2 separate regions of the Pan troglodytes genome follow, and region 1 is linked to region 2. A link is a contact called in public HiChIP or PLAC-seq data. All regions are on one chromosome and are shown on one strand. Each heading gives the region's core, a stretch centred on a gene start, on an enhancer-like site or on the middle of the called end of the contact. The rest is flanking DNA. Distances are from core to core; before and after follow the strand shown. Region 1 holds the start of BAHCC1 (BAH domain and coiled-coil containing 1). Region 2 holds the start of SLC38A10 (solute carrier family 38 member 10).

What was found. HiChIP or PLAC-seq counts read pairs in DNA pulled down with a chosen protein or histone mark.
Region 1: an H3K4me3 HiChIP or PLAC-seq map of stem cell-derived excitatory neurons shows a contact between it and region 2, with 2.8 times the contacts expected there. The contact joins the promoter of BAHCC1 here to the promoter of SLC38A10 in region 2. A contact is called at or near these places in 1 of 7 Hi-C or Micro-C datasets (stem cell-derived neural progenitor cells) and 1 of 1 datasets of contacts at active chromatin or transcription factors (stem cell-derived excitatory neurons).

The regions. Positions count from the first base shown.
Region 1 is chr19:94,796,016-94,802,378 of NHGRI_mPanTro3-v2.0_pri, forward strand. BAHCC1 (BAH domain and coiled-coil containing 1) reads left to right here and starts at 1,270. Exons shown (of 29, transcript XM_054670764.1): 1 at 1,270-1,473; 2 at 5,363-5,746. The coding sequence starts at 5,569.
Region 2 is chr19:94,689,349-94,695,749 of NHGRI_mPanTro3-v2.0_pri, forward strand. SLC38A10 (solute carrier family 38 member 10) reads right to left here and starts at 4,649. Exons shown (of 16, transcript XM_016933156.3): 1 at 3,301-4,649. The coding sequence starts at 3,399.

The sequences.
Region 1 (6,363 bases), core at 20-2,519, 100 kb after region 2:
AACCAATCCCAGCGGTCCTGCGGGAGCGGGAGTGGGGGCGGGGAAACAGAGAGACAACAGGCTTTGAGTTTAACTCTTTCGTGTCCCTGCCGGAATGAGACGGTGGAGAATTTCGAATGCGTGTGAATCTGTCAGTTGGCTCCCAGTTTAAATATCCTTTTTTCCCCCCGAGGGGGAGGCAGAGATTCACATGGAGAAAGAGGAGCAAAAATAAATGTATCCATCGCCACTAAGACATCACCTCGACTCCCTGAGAATAAATAGCATTTGGGTGGGAAACCAAATTCTAACAGAAATATTTGTTTGCGGAATATTTTAGAAGTGGTTTGCATCTGATTACGATAAAAATTGTTCAGTGGCTTGCTTTAGTTGGAGTGAGGATTTAGCAGATAGGCAGACAGGGAGCAGCATTGAGAAATACTATACATGGTTTACCACACCATACCCGCTTCCCCCATTACCAAACTGAAAATATTTTCTAAATCTAGGTGTAGATGAAGAAAGGGCAATCCTTGTCTTCTCAATAAATCCCTGATTTTCATTTTAGTAGCTGCTCTGTTGCAAAGTGTGGCAGAGGGAGATAAAATTGAGAGCCAGTAATGTAGACGGCTGGAGACTCAGAACTCACTTCCCAGGGTCTGATCCCCAGGTGATGGGGAGGAGAGAGCCGGACGGGCTATTCAAAGCTTTTGCTGCCCAAGCAGCGGGCGTGCGTGCGTGCATCCGCGAACTCGGGTCCGGGCAGGCAGCAGCCTCAGAGCGGTAGATGGGCCAGGCAACCTGGGGAGGCCTCTGGGCTTGGAGGTCTGGCCTACCTGCCACCTGCCAGACAGATTCCAGGGAGAAAAAGCAGCTACTTTTAAGGGGTGGTGGTGTTTCTTCCCTTGGCCTTCTGTGCAGCAGAAGCCAAACGTTAGACCTGCTGGATTAAACATATATGTGTGTGTGTGTCTGTGTCTGTGTCTACGCCTCCCCCTCCGCCGGGACACGCGCACTCGCTCGCTCCAGCTCCCTCTCCCGCCCTGCGCCACCACATTCCCATTCAGCAGCAATGATCTGCGCAGAGGAGCTGCGCAGTCGCCGGGCTTGAATTAGGCGCCATCGGGCTTGGTAGTAGCCCCGCTGCTTCCTGATTGGCAGTTCCCTGGCCCGGCGCCAGCCTATTGGGAGGCCTGTTTACGCCGAATGAGTGGCACGAGCTCCCGGCCGTGGAGGGCTGCGCGGCCAATCAGCGCGCTGGCTGTTCCGGGCTGAGTGGCACGAGCTTATTAGTATGCAGGGCCCGTGGCTCGCCGCGCCAGGCTGCAGGTTTGAGAGCCGCTCTGGATGGGCTCGCTAGAGTCGTTGTTGTGGAAGCGGTGCATTTACAGTGCAACAGTCAGCACATTGAAAATACCAATAGGAATACAAAACAAAGTCACATTTACTGATTTAATTGTATTGCATTCAGTTGTATCCAGGAAACAGCCTCCAGTAAGTAACTGAAATTGCTTTCATTTTTTTTTGTTTTTGTATTTTTATTATTATTTTATTTTTTATTCTGGCTTTGGGGTTTTACATTTTTTTAGCAAAAGAAATTCAGGATTGTGATGTTAAGAAGTATATATCTTCCCTTTTAACAAAATCCGTTAAAATGTTGAGGCTTTTTTTTTTCTTAAAAAATATGGACTATGAGCGATTTTTTTTCTCTGAAAAATCTTATCGATCGGTTTAAAATTACCCCCGTAATGCATCCTTGCTTTGCTCTGAGCGCTTGTTGTCTCGATCGACACCCAGCATTAAAAACAAATAGTCGAGACAGGACAGGGACCGCCAGGCTGCGTCTGGCGCGAGCCGCGCGGGTGGCACCGGGCGGACAGTCGGCGAAGTCCGGGCGCCGCCAGCGTGCGCCCAGTTCTGGGTGACCCACGAACGGACCCCAACATTCGCTCCCCTACCCTGCTCCCCTCCCCGGAACAGTCCTGGGTTGGCCCTGCCCGGTCGGTCCGCGGCGAGGGGAACTGGCCGGGTCGTGGTACCCACGGCCGCTGCCCTGAGGGGCCTTCCGGGCCGAAGCTAGGGGCCGGGGAGGGGAATGGTCATGGCGAGTTTTTCGGGTCTTCGTTCCCAATTCAGAATTTTTTTTTTTTCCGGAGAAGTGGGGGTGGAGGAGGGGGACCGAGCAAGGCCGGCGCAGCGGGGCGTTTTCACCGCGCGCGTTCGGGACGGCGCGCGGGGCTCGGGTCACGGCCCGTGTGGCGGGGTCCACGGGCTGGTTTTCTTCGGGCGCGGGGGTCAGGCGCGACCCCAGTTCTCATGACTCTCCCAGGGAGCGGGTGCGGCTGTTTCGCAGGGAGCGGGTTCTGCGGCGACGGCCGAGCCACTCGCGCCCCAGGGCGCGCCTGGTCCCAGCCCGGCCTGCAGGCCCCACCGCGCCCGCGCTCCCGGAGACCACGCCGGAGGGAGGCAGACGGGCCAGAGTCCTGGTCTCCGGCAGGCGGGCGAGGAGAGAGCGGGTTTTTAGATGCAAAAGCAGGAAACAAAGCAAACTTGTAGAAGCTCCAGATCCTGGAGCGCGCCAGCCACGCCTGGGGCCGCGGCAAGAGGGACCGGCGGCTCCGGGGTCACGCCCTGCCTTCCCGGGAGGGAGCCTTGTGCTCCTAGGTTCAGTTCCTCCCGAAATGCCCTCGTCAGCGATTCTCCGCCCGCCCGGGGCCTTCTGCCCGCCGCCACTTTTCGCTCCATTTCCTCCCTTAGCTCAGCCCGACCTGGCGCTGCGGCGCCGTCCTCGCGGTCCTCCGGCGCGGCCTCTCCTGGAGCTGGGCTGGGAGTGGGCCCCGGGCCTCGGCACTCGGCGGGTGGCGGCGTCGCCGCTGCGGGACTGTGGGGCTCCCAGCTCGGGCCGTGTGGCCGCCCTTCCTCGCCCCGCTTCCTGGCCGCCTCAGGCTCCCCAGGCCCCCGAAGCCCGGCGCGGGCAGACCCGGAGGCGCGGCGCGGCCTCTCCCCGGGAGGAGAGAACACAAAGAAAAGCTCTCTCCAATCCGGTCAGAGCCGTGGCGGCGCAGGCAGGCGACAGTAATCCACCTCCTGTTTGCTTAAAAAGTCGAGCAGGCTGGTGAGAAAGGAACAATCGGGCCTGCGATCCGCCCGCAGGGGGTGGGAGATTAAAATTGTTGCTTCGTAGCCGAGCCCGCGTCCCGAGAATCGCCGGCAGCTCGCGCTTTCTCAACGTTGAAATTTCTCATTGGAGAGAAGAAAAAAAAAAAAAAAAAACAACCACAAAACAAAAGCACAGCACACACGACTCCCTGGAGGCCGCCAGGAAGCCTGGCACCCCCGCGTGCGCAGCCCCCGGCCCCTCTCCGGCCTTCGGCGCCTTTGAAGCTGCAGGTTTCTGACCTCCCTCCCTTTCCTTCTTTCCCTTTGTCCCGCCCGGCGCCCTCCGGGGCTCGGGAGGCGCCGGCCGGGGCTGGGGGCCCCCACGTCCCTAGTCCAGGCCGGGCAGCCCCTCCCCTGACCCCGGCGCTCGCAGCCCCCTCGCCAGAGCACTCTCCGGGCCCTGGCGGCCGGGCGCTCGCTTTGCAGGCCGGGATCGGGGCTTGGGAGCCGAACTATTTGTTAGACCCGGGGAGAGAGCTGGCGATCCCCAGAGGGAAGGGAGCCCCAAACGCCTTGTATGTAGTTGCCAGACAAAGAGAACTCTTTGTGTAGACCCATTTATTTACAATGCAAAAGCTCTCCGAATAAATATTAAAAAAGCTTATCAGTTGAGCAAATATGTATTCACTTAATACATTATGTTTTCGGTTATAGATTAAATCAGACACAAAATAGTCTGCAAATAAGACGTTTTAGAACCCGGACCATAAAATATCGCAATTTAAAAAGGTATTCAGTAGATGGAAAACATCTTAATCGCTTTGTTGTCATGGTGGAATGGCTACAAAAACACAAGGTTTTCCGCAAAGTTCCTAATTAGGAATATCAAGCCTATCCATCTCCCTTTTGTTGGAGGTGATAAACATTAAAACAATACGTATTTAGAAGATGAGGAGTAATACGTGAAGTGCGTCCAGGGAGCGCCTTCGGAGGGACGCCTGGGAGCACGGTGGTGCACGCAGCTTCTATCACTGGCTCCGACCCTCCGCACCCAGAGTCTGAAATTGTCCCCAATTTCGCCTGAGTGGATGCTCCGCGTTGGGTGGGGGTGGAAGAAAATGGAGGTGAGGGTTATTTTAGGTGGCCGGAGGTCCGGGCAGGGTCTGCTGGCAGAAGGTTGTGCTGGGCCGGGCCCACCTTCCCCGGCTAGAGGGCCGAGCTGGGCGCCGCAGACCCCGCGTACCCAGGCCGCCCGGCCATGCAGAGACCGGCCTCTGCTCGCGGTCCCCGGCAGGCGCTGAAGGAAGAAATCCCAGGGCCGATTTGGGCCGTTGAGAGAGAGCATTCTGACTCTGAAAGCATCCCCCCCCAACACACCCCCAAGCCCCCAATCCGCAGAGGAAGATCCTGGGCGAATTTGATTGGGGGGCGGGGTGATTGTTACAGCCTCAACAGGAAGCTCCCGGCTCCGGGACAGCAGGCCGGGCACTGCGGCGTGGCGGCCCAGGTGATGCCGGTGGCGGTTGCGGGCCCCCGGGGCTCTGAGGAGCCGGCCTGGGGTCCTAGCGCGATGCTAGGGACAGGAGCTGGTCCCGCTGGGGCTGGGGAGCGGGGACCACGGTGGATTCAGAAGAATGGGCCGAAAGATGCATGAGGGGGATGGGAGTGGGGAGAAAAGGAAGGTTATTAAAAAAAAAAAAAACTCTTGAGTTACAATCAATAAAATTACTCGCTTAATTAGCATGGTTATTCGGTTAAGCGGAATGCAGTAAAAGCTGGACCTCGGCATGAGGTGGGGAGAGGGGGAGAGCTAGTGTGGACCCCAGGCCTTTTCCTCCGAGACACCTTTGGGCAGCGGGGGAGGGGAGAGGGTGTGCGTGTGAGTGTGTGTGTGTGTGTATGTGCGAGTGTGCGTGATGGCTTCGCAGATTTGGGTTTTTATCACCCAGCAGAGCCAGCAGCCTCTTCGCCGCGGCGCCCTAGCTGCAGGGACCCGCGGGGACGAGAACGGGAGGCGGCGAGCAGTGCGGCTGGGTTCCCCCGGCTGCCCCGGGCCAAGCGTGGCCGGGACGGTGCGTGCGCGCGCGGGGCCCCGGGTGCTGGGCTGCGCGCGCGTGCGGCGGGGAGACACCGAGCGCCCCGGCCCCGCCACCCGGCCTGGCCGCCGCTCGCTCGGGCCGGCGGGGGTGGGGGGTGGGGGGAGTGGGTGAGCGGGCGGGGCGGGGACCCCCGGGCGAGCCGAGCCCCCCAGTCACCCGTGTCTCCTCTGCTTTTGCCTCCACAGACCATGGACCCGCACAGCGGCCGCTGGCTCGGTGCGCGGCCGCCCGCCGAGAAGCCCAGTCCTCCCGCGTGCTGACCGGCCCCGCCGCCACCACCGCCTGTGACCCCGGACGCCGCCGCCTCTGCGCCGCCCGCGCGCCGAGCCGCCCCCGGGCCCCGGCCGCGCTGCTCCGAGGAAGCGGCGGCGGACCGGGGCCGGGGCCCGGCATGGATGGCCGCGACTTTGCGCCGCCGCCGCATCTGCTGTCGGAGCGCGGGAGCCTGGGCCACCGCAGCGCCGCTGCCGCCGCGCGTCTCGCCCCGGCTGGGCCCGCCGCGCAGCCCCCCGCACACTTCCAGCCGGGAAAGTACTTCCCGTCGCCGTTGCCCATGGCTTCGCACACAGGTCAGTGCTCGGCCGGGGCGGGCGCGGAACGGGAGCGTTCGAGAGCGGAACAGGGCGCCCACCCCTCCGCTCCCGGGAGCAGAGAAGCTTTGGTTTCATTTCCCGGCCCCGGCCGCGTTGGCTGCCTGGGCGCTGAGCGGGGCCGCGCGTCCCGCCAGCCCCCCAAACTGCGTCGCCGCGGCTTAGAGAGGCCCTTCCCTGGCCACCCTCCCCCGGGGGTCTCGGAGGGGCAGCCCCGGAGCCGGCTGAAATTAAAGCCTTTCCGCGCCTCGCCACCCTCCCCCGCCCCCTCCTGCAGATCTAAATTCCACGGAAACCTCTTTTCTGCATTCTGCATTCACCTCCCTAAGACGTTCCGGGGCTGGGACAACGAGGCGCTTTCTGCGGAAACAAAACGGCTGTTGTGGCGGGGGGAGGGGACCAGGGTACGCCGCGGCCTCGCGGATTAGAGTGGTGTGTGCGCCGGGCGAGCGTTAATAGGGACTGCTGGTGTAAGACGAGCAAATCCTGTTTCTATATAAAGCCTTGAAGTGTCAGGGCGAGAATGGGTTTGCAGGGATGCATTTGCCTTAACGAGTGCCTCTGGTATCCCGCTAAAGCCGGACAAAGCGTGGCCA
Region 2 (6,401 bases), core at 3,399-5,898:
CTCAAAAAAAAAAAAAAAAAGTAAGTCTATTAATACCAAAAACTCATGAGATATCACCAAGCACTCATCAGAATGGCTCCAGCGGAAAAGACACGATACCCAATGCTACCGGGGACGCGGGCCGGCATGTGCACCACTGCACCCACATGGCAGCTCCAGAGCAGAGCACACGCACCCTGGGGCCCGGCCCCTCCACACAGGCACGCACCCAGCAGAAACGCACCCCCTGCCAACGCCTGTCCAACTCCTCAGGGCATCACAAGAGCTCCCAATAGGAGACACCGTAAATGCCTCACAGGGGTAAACTACACACAGACACACACGGCGGTGCAGCGGACACCAGAACGCAAGCCAGACACTCGCACTAGACACCTGCACAGCAGGACCCACCCGCCTCAGTTCAAACCAGGCAGCACCACCGTGGCGCACTAGGGGTCAGCAGTGTGCCCCGGGTAGGCCGCCACGGCCACAGAGTGCGCTCCTTAATTTGGGAGCTAGTCACACGGGTTTGTTCGTCATATGAAAATTCATCAACAGCACATCTGAAGAAGTGTGTACACATTTTTGTATGTCAAACTTCAATGTTTATTTTATATATATAGATCTATATATATTTTTTTGTTTGTTTGTTTGAGACAGAGTCTCACTCTGTTGCCCAGGCTGGAGTGCAATGGCGCGATCTTGGCTCACTGCAAGCTCCACTCCTGGGTTCAAGCGATTCTCTTGCCTCAGACTCCCTAGTAGCTGGGACTACAGGTGCCTGACATCGCGCCCAGCTAATTTCTGTATTTTTAGTAGAGATGGGGTTTTATCATCTTGGCCAGGCTGGTCTTGAACTCCTGACCTCGTGATCCACCCTCCTCAGCCTCCAAAAGTGCTGGGATTACAGGCGTGAGCCAACACGCCCAGCTATGTATATATATAAATATATCAAAACTACTAAAACAAACCAAAAAAACACTAATCCAAAGTTTTTCAATGCCAAGGCTGCCAAACACTAAACACACACATCCCCAAATCGCCTGCTGGCCTCTCCCTGCACCCCAGTCCAAGAAGGCTGCCGTGGAGGAGACGCTGCGGCCAGATCAGAGCAACTGGGCCTCCCTCTGGGCAGCCCTCAGGACTCAGAAGGACGTCTCTAGTCCTTCACTTCCTGACAGGTCTGTGCAGATGCCTGGCTAATCAGCACATGCTCTGGCAGGGGCCTAATGTCCACCACATGGCAGGTGGTCCAAGGCTCGAGACAGCTGGATCGTCTGGGCCCTAAGATGTACTTTCACAGGTGTCTAAACCAGAGCCCCTTCCACGGTGGCACTTCACCGACAGGCATCAAAGATGACAGCATTTGGGGCCAGGCACGGTGGCTCACGCCTGTAATCCTAGCACTTTGGGAGGCCGAGGTGGTGGATCACCTGAGATCAAGAGTTCGAGACCAGCCTGACCAACATGGGGAAACCCTGTCTCTACTAAATACAAATAAATAAATAAATTAGCCGGCGTGGTGGCACATGCCTGTAATCCCAGCTACTTGGGAGGCTGAGGCAGGAGAATCACTCGAACCCTGGAGGCGGAAGCTGCAGTGAGCCGAGATTGCACCATTGCACTCCAGCCTGGGTGACAGAGCGAGACTCCGTCTGGAAAAAACAAAGATAACAGTCTTTGACTTGCAGGAGCAGGACCAGCCACTGCTCCACATGCCAGAATGCAGTTCTGCTGCCAGGCAAGTCACAGTGGACACTGGGACATGGAGTCAGTCCAGAAACACCCAGAGGTGGCTGGCAGAAAGCTGGGATTCTCCACGCCCAGACCAGATGCTGCCCGGGGGGCTCTGGAGGCATGTAGCCCTGTCTTCCCCTGACAGGCTCACCAACCATATCAGGCAAACAACTCAGACACAACAGCCTGGAGGGCTGCACGGGAGGGTTTGAAAATTCCTTGATCAAAAAAAAGTTGTTTTTTTTTTAGAGATGGGGTACTGTTGTGTTGCCCAGGCTGGAGTGCAGTGGTGCAATCATAGCTCACTGTAATCTCAAACTCCTGGGCTCAAGTGATCCTTCTGCCTCAGCCTCCCGAGCAGCTGAGACTACAGGTATGCACCACCATGCCCAGCTAACTTTTAATTTTTTTTTTTGTAGAGACGGGGTCTTACTATGTTGCCCAGGCTGAAAAAATTTTTTGGATATTTTTATCCCAAAGATAATGAATATGAAAAACACAGTGTTTGCTAAGCTAATCTAAAATTAAACTACTGGTGCCATTTTGTTTCAAAATACACATGTTGTTTTCATTTTTCTACCTACTTGGTAACGTTTCAGTCAGCCTTTCTTTTCCAAAGCACTAAATGCTTGTTTATTGTAGATTAAACAGATGACACTTAGAAATGGCCATTTTCTTTCATGTGTTATTCAATGCCGGAATGACGCTAAACTTTTTGTATATGAGATTTTTTCCAACTGTGGTAACGTCTGCACACATTAGATCAAATGTGCAGTTTTTTGTTTTTGTTTTTGAGACGGAGTCTCGCTCTGTCGCCCAGGCTGGAGTGCAATGGCGTGATCTCGGCTCACTGCAACCTTCGGCTCATTGAAACCTTCGCCTCCCAGGTTCAAGCTATTCTCATGTCTCAGCCTCCCAAGTATCTGGGATTACAGGCATGTGCCACCACCCCCGGCTAATTTTTGTATTTTCAGTAGAGATGGGATTTCAGCATGTTGGTCAGGCAGTTCTCGAACTCCTGACCTCAGGTGATCCACTCGCCTCGGCCTCCCAAAGTGCTGGGATTACAGGTGTGAGCCACCACGCCCTGCCAAATGTGCGGTTTTTGTGAAACGCAGATCTTAGGTGTATAACCTGGTGGATGTTTTTAATCACCTTGCAACCAAGGTCCCTATCTAGTGTCGAAGCCTGGGAGGGGTGAGTTGTGTGCTTCTGAAGACAGGTGCAGTTGGGTCAGAGTTTTTAAAAACACGATAAAATGTAAAAATACGGAGTCCTGCCGTTCCCTTCCGATTCTGGAGGATCATTTTGCTTTGTTACACTTTGCTTCGGTATCGAGTTTTTGACTGTGGGGAACTTTCCGGCCTGGGCTGACAAGGGCTGCCAGGGCCAACGCCGTGCGCTTCTCATCCACGGATTCTCTACGGGAACTGCGCCGGGACCCAGAGGGTCGCCCCGCCCGCGGCCGCCTGCACCCGCCCAGCGAAGCCCTGCCCCGGCGGGAACTTTAACCAGGACGACCCGGCCAGACGCCCCCTCTGCGGGGGAGGCGAGGGCGGTGATCTCTGGGCCCACCGGACTCACCTGTTTGAAGCAGAAGGGCATGGTGAGGACACTGACCCCTACGATGCTGTTCACGATGTTCGTGATCAGCCCCCAGTTGGAGGCGGCGGCCGCGGTCATAGTGAGAGGTCTAGGGGCCCGGGGCGAAAGGCCGGCTTTGGAAGCCCAGCCCGAGGCCACGGTCACAGGTCCCAACGTCCGGGACGCCGGTGGGGAGGGGATGGGCAGCCTGAACACGGGAGCCTGAGCAGGCGCGGGCGCGGGCCCCAGAGGCTGCCTGGAGGAGGCAGCCTCGAAGGCCGGCTGCGGGGGCGAGGTCAACCTCCGGACCCCGCCAAGCCCTGCGGCCGCCTTAGGGCCATGCGTCCCTCGCTCGGTCTCGCGGGCCGCCTGTGAATCTCCGAGCCCAGACCCGGAAGAGCCGCGGAGCCAGCTAGGGACACCTCAGCCCAACTCAGCTGCCGCCGCGGCGCTCACACTTCCGCCTTCCACGGGCTCCGTTGCCCGGAAGTGACGGCCAGGGGGTAGGGTTTGGTGGGACGCGAGCCAATGAGAGGCGGGCCCGGAGGGGCGGGCGGAAACTGGGCCGGTGGGCACCTGAGGGTCTCGCAGCTGTCCGGTTCGCCAAGCTGGTCCAGCCGACCTGTGCCCAGGGCCCCAGTTCAACGAGCTGGAGGACAAGGGACTCGCCCCGCGAGGCCTCGGTTTAGATGGGCAGTCGCGGGCTGGAGAGAAGGGGAGGCGCTGTGCCTTCCGGGGAGGAGCGGGTTTAAGGGTTCCTTTTTGACCTTTATTCCCAGGACCGATTCTGGGGCGAGTGCTTGGCGCCAGGGCACGGGGGCGGGGGCCCTGACTGCCTCAGCCGAAAAATAGTCTGTTGTGAGGAATTAGCACCTAGGAGGTAGGAATGAAACGCTGGGCACAGAGAGGCTCGGCCACTCCGCTAAGGCCACACAGCTCTAAGGGGAGGCGGTGCCCTTCAGAACTGCGCCCAGATCAGTGGCAATGTTGAACTTCACCTTTTCACACGAAAAGAGCAAGGGACATTCCTGGAGGGGACAGGAGAGGTGGAGTCTTACATGACCAGGGAAACCCGGGAGGGCTTCCAGAAGGAGGTGGCTTCTAGGCTGGAGCTTGAAGGACAAATGAGAATTCCTCGGGTAGAAATGGAGACCGGGGAGAGGAGAGAACAGAGAAGGGTCTTGATAGATCTGTGGATTCCTGGCACCTAGCTGCTCACTCTGAGTCTGCTGAATGAGCGCGTAGACCGAATGGCTGGGAAGCAGCAAGTGATTCCAGGCTGCTGGGGGAGGACGGCGGAGGAAAGGAGCCCGTGTCTGCAGCACCTGCAGGACCAGGTGTCTTAGAACAGAGGCCCGTTCCTCAGGCACTGGCAGTGCAGCCACCAAGTAAGGCTGTGCCCCACCTTCAGGAGAACAGGAGGAAATGCCTGGGTAAAGACTAATTAAATACGCAGGCAAAATAACAAATGCCTGCGTTCTTTTTTTTTTTTTTTCTTCAGTCAGAGTCTTGCTCTGTCGCCCAGGCTGTATATGCAGTGGTGTGATCTTGGCTCACTGCAACCTCCACCTCCCAGGTTCAAGCTATTCTCATGCCTCAGCCTCCCAAGTAGCTGGAATTACAGGCTCCCACCACCACACCCGGCTAATTTTTGTATTTTTAGTAGAGACCAGGTTTCACCATGGTGGCCAGGCTGGTCTCAAACTCCCGACCTCAGGTGATCGCCCACCTCGGCCTCCCAAAGTGCTGGGATTACAGGCATGAGCCACCGCACCCAGCCCATTTACTTTTATATAAATGAAATGGCATACACATTCCATAACCTCCTTTTTATTATGTAATTTTCATCAAATGTTATGCGTGCAAGGTAGGCTGGGAAACTTACGTGTATGTTTTCACAAATAGCAAATACCATGGACCCGCTATTGAGCTTTAAGAACAAAATATTACCGAAGACTTAGATCCTCCCTTTCAGTTCCTCCCCAGTTCCAGCACCTTCTTCCCCTCTTCCCTGCTATCCTGAGACATCACGATCCAGATTCCATCAATTCATTACTTTTCTTTAAAGGTTTACCATATATGGATATATCCCTAAACAATTATGGGGAAGACTATTTGTCTCTCTTTTTTTTTTTTTTTTTTGTTGAGACAGAGTCTCACTCTGTCACCCAGTCTGGAGTGCAGTGGCACAATCTCAGCTTGCTTCAGCCTTTCTCTCCTGGGCTAAAGTGATCCTCCCACTTCAGGCCCTTAGTAGCTGAAACTATAGGTGTGTGCCACCATGCCCAGCTAATTTTCACTTTTTTTGTAGAGATGGGATTTTGTCATGTTGTCCAGGCTGGTCTCAAACTCCTGGGTTCAATCGATCTGCTCACCTCGGCCTCCCAAAGTGCTGGGATTACAGGCGTGAGCCACCGCGCCCAGCTGACTGTCTCTTAATATTCGTTTATTCCATTTTCCAAATTAATAGGAATTGGCCTGCACGTATGACTACCTAGGATAAAAAAATACACTTCCAGCCGAGCATGGCGGCTCACACCTGTAATCCCAGCACTTTGAGAGGCCAAGGCAGGCAGATCACGAGGTCAGGAATTTGAGGCCAGCCTGGCAAACATGGTGAAACCCCATCTCTGCTAAAGATACAAAAAATTAGCCAGGCGTGGTGGCACGCACCTGTAATCCCAGGTTCTTGGGAGGCTGAGCCAAGAGAATCGCTTGAACCTGGGAGGCAGAGGTTGCCGTGAGCCAAGATCGTGCCATTGCACTCCAGTCTGGGCAACAGGGCAAGACTTTGTCTCAAAAAAAAAAAAAGCCTGGGCGCGGTGGCACACGCCTGTAATCCCAGCACTTTGGGAGGCCGAGGTGGGTGGATCACGAGGTCAGGAGATCGAGACCATCCTGGCCAATATGGTGAAACTCTGTCTACTAAAAATACAAAAATTAGCCGGGCGTGATGGTGTGTGCCTGTAATCCAAGCCACTCAGGAGGCTGAGGCAGGAGAATCGCTTGAACCAGGGAGTCGGAGGTTGCAGTGAGCCGAGATCACGCCACAGCACTCCAGCCTGGCGACAGAGTGAGACTCCGTCTCAAAAAAAAAAAAA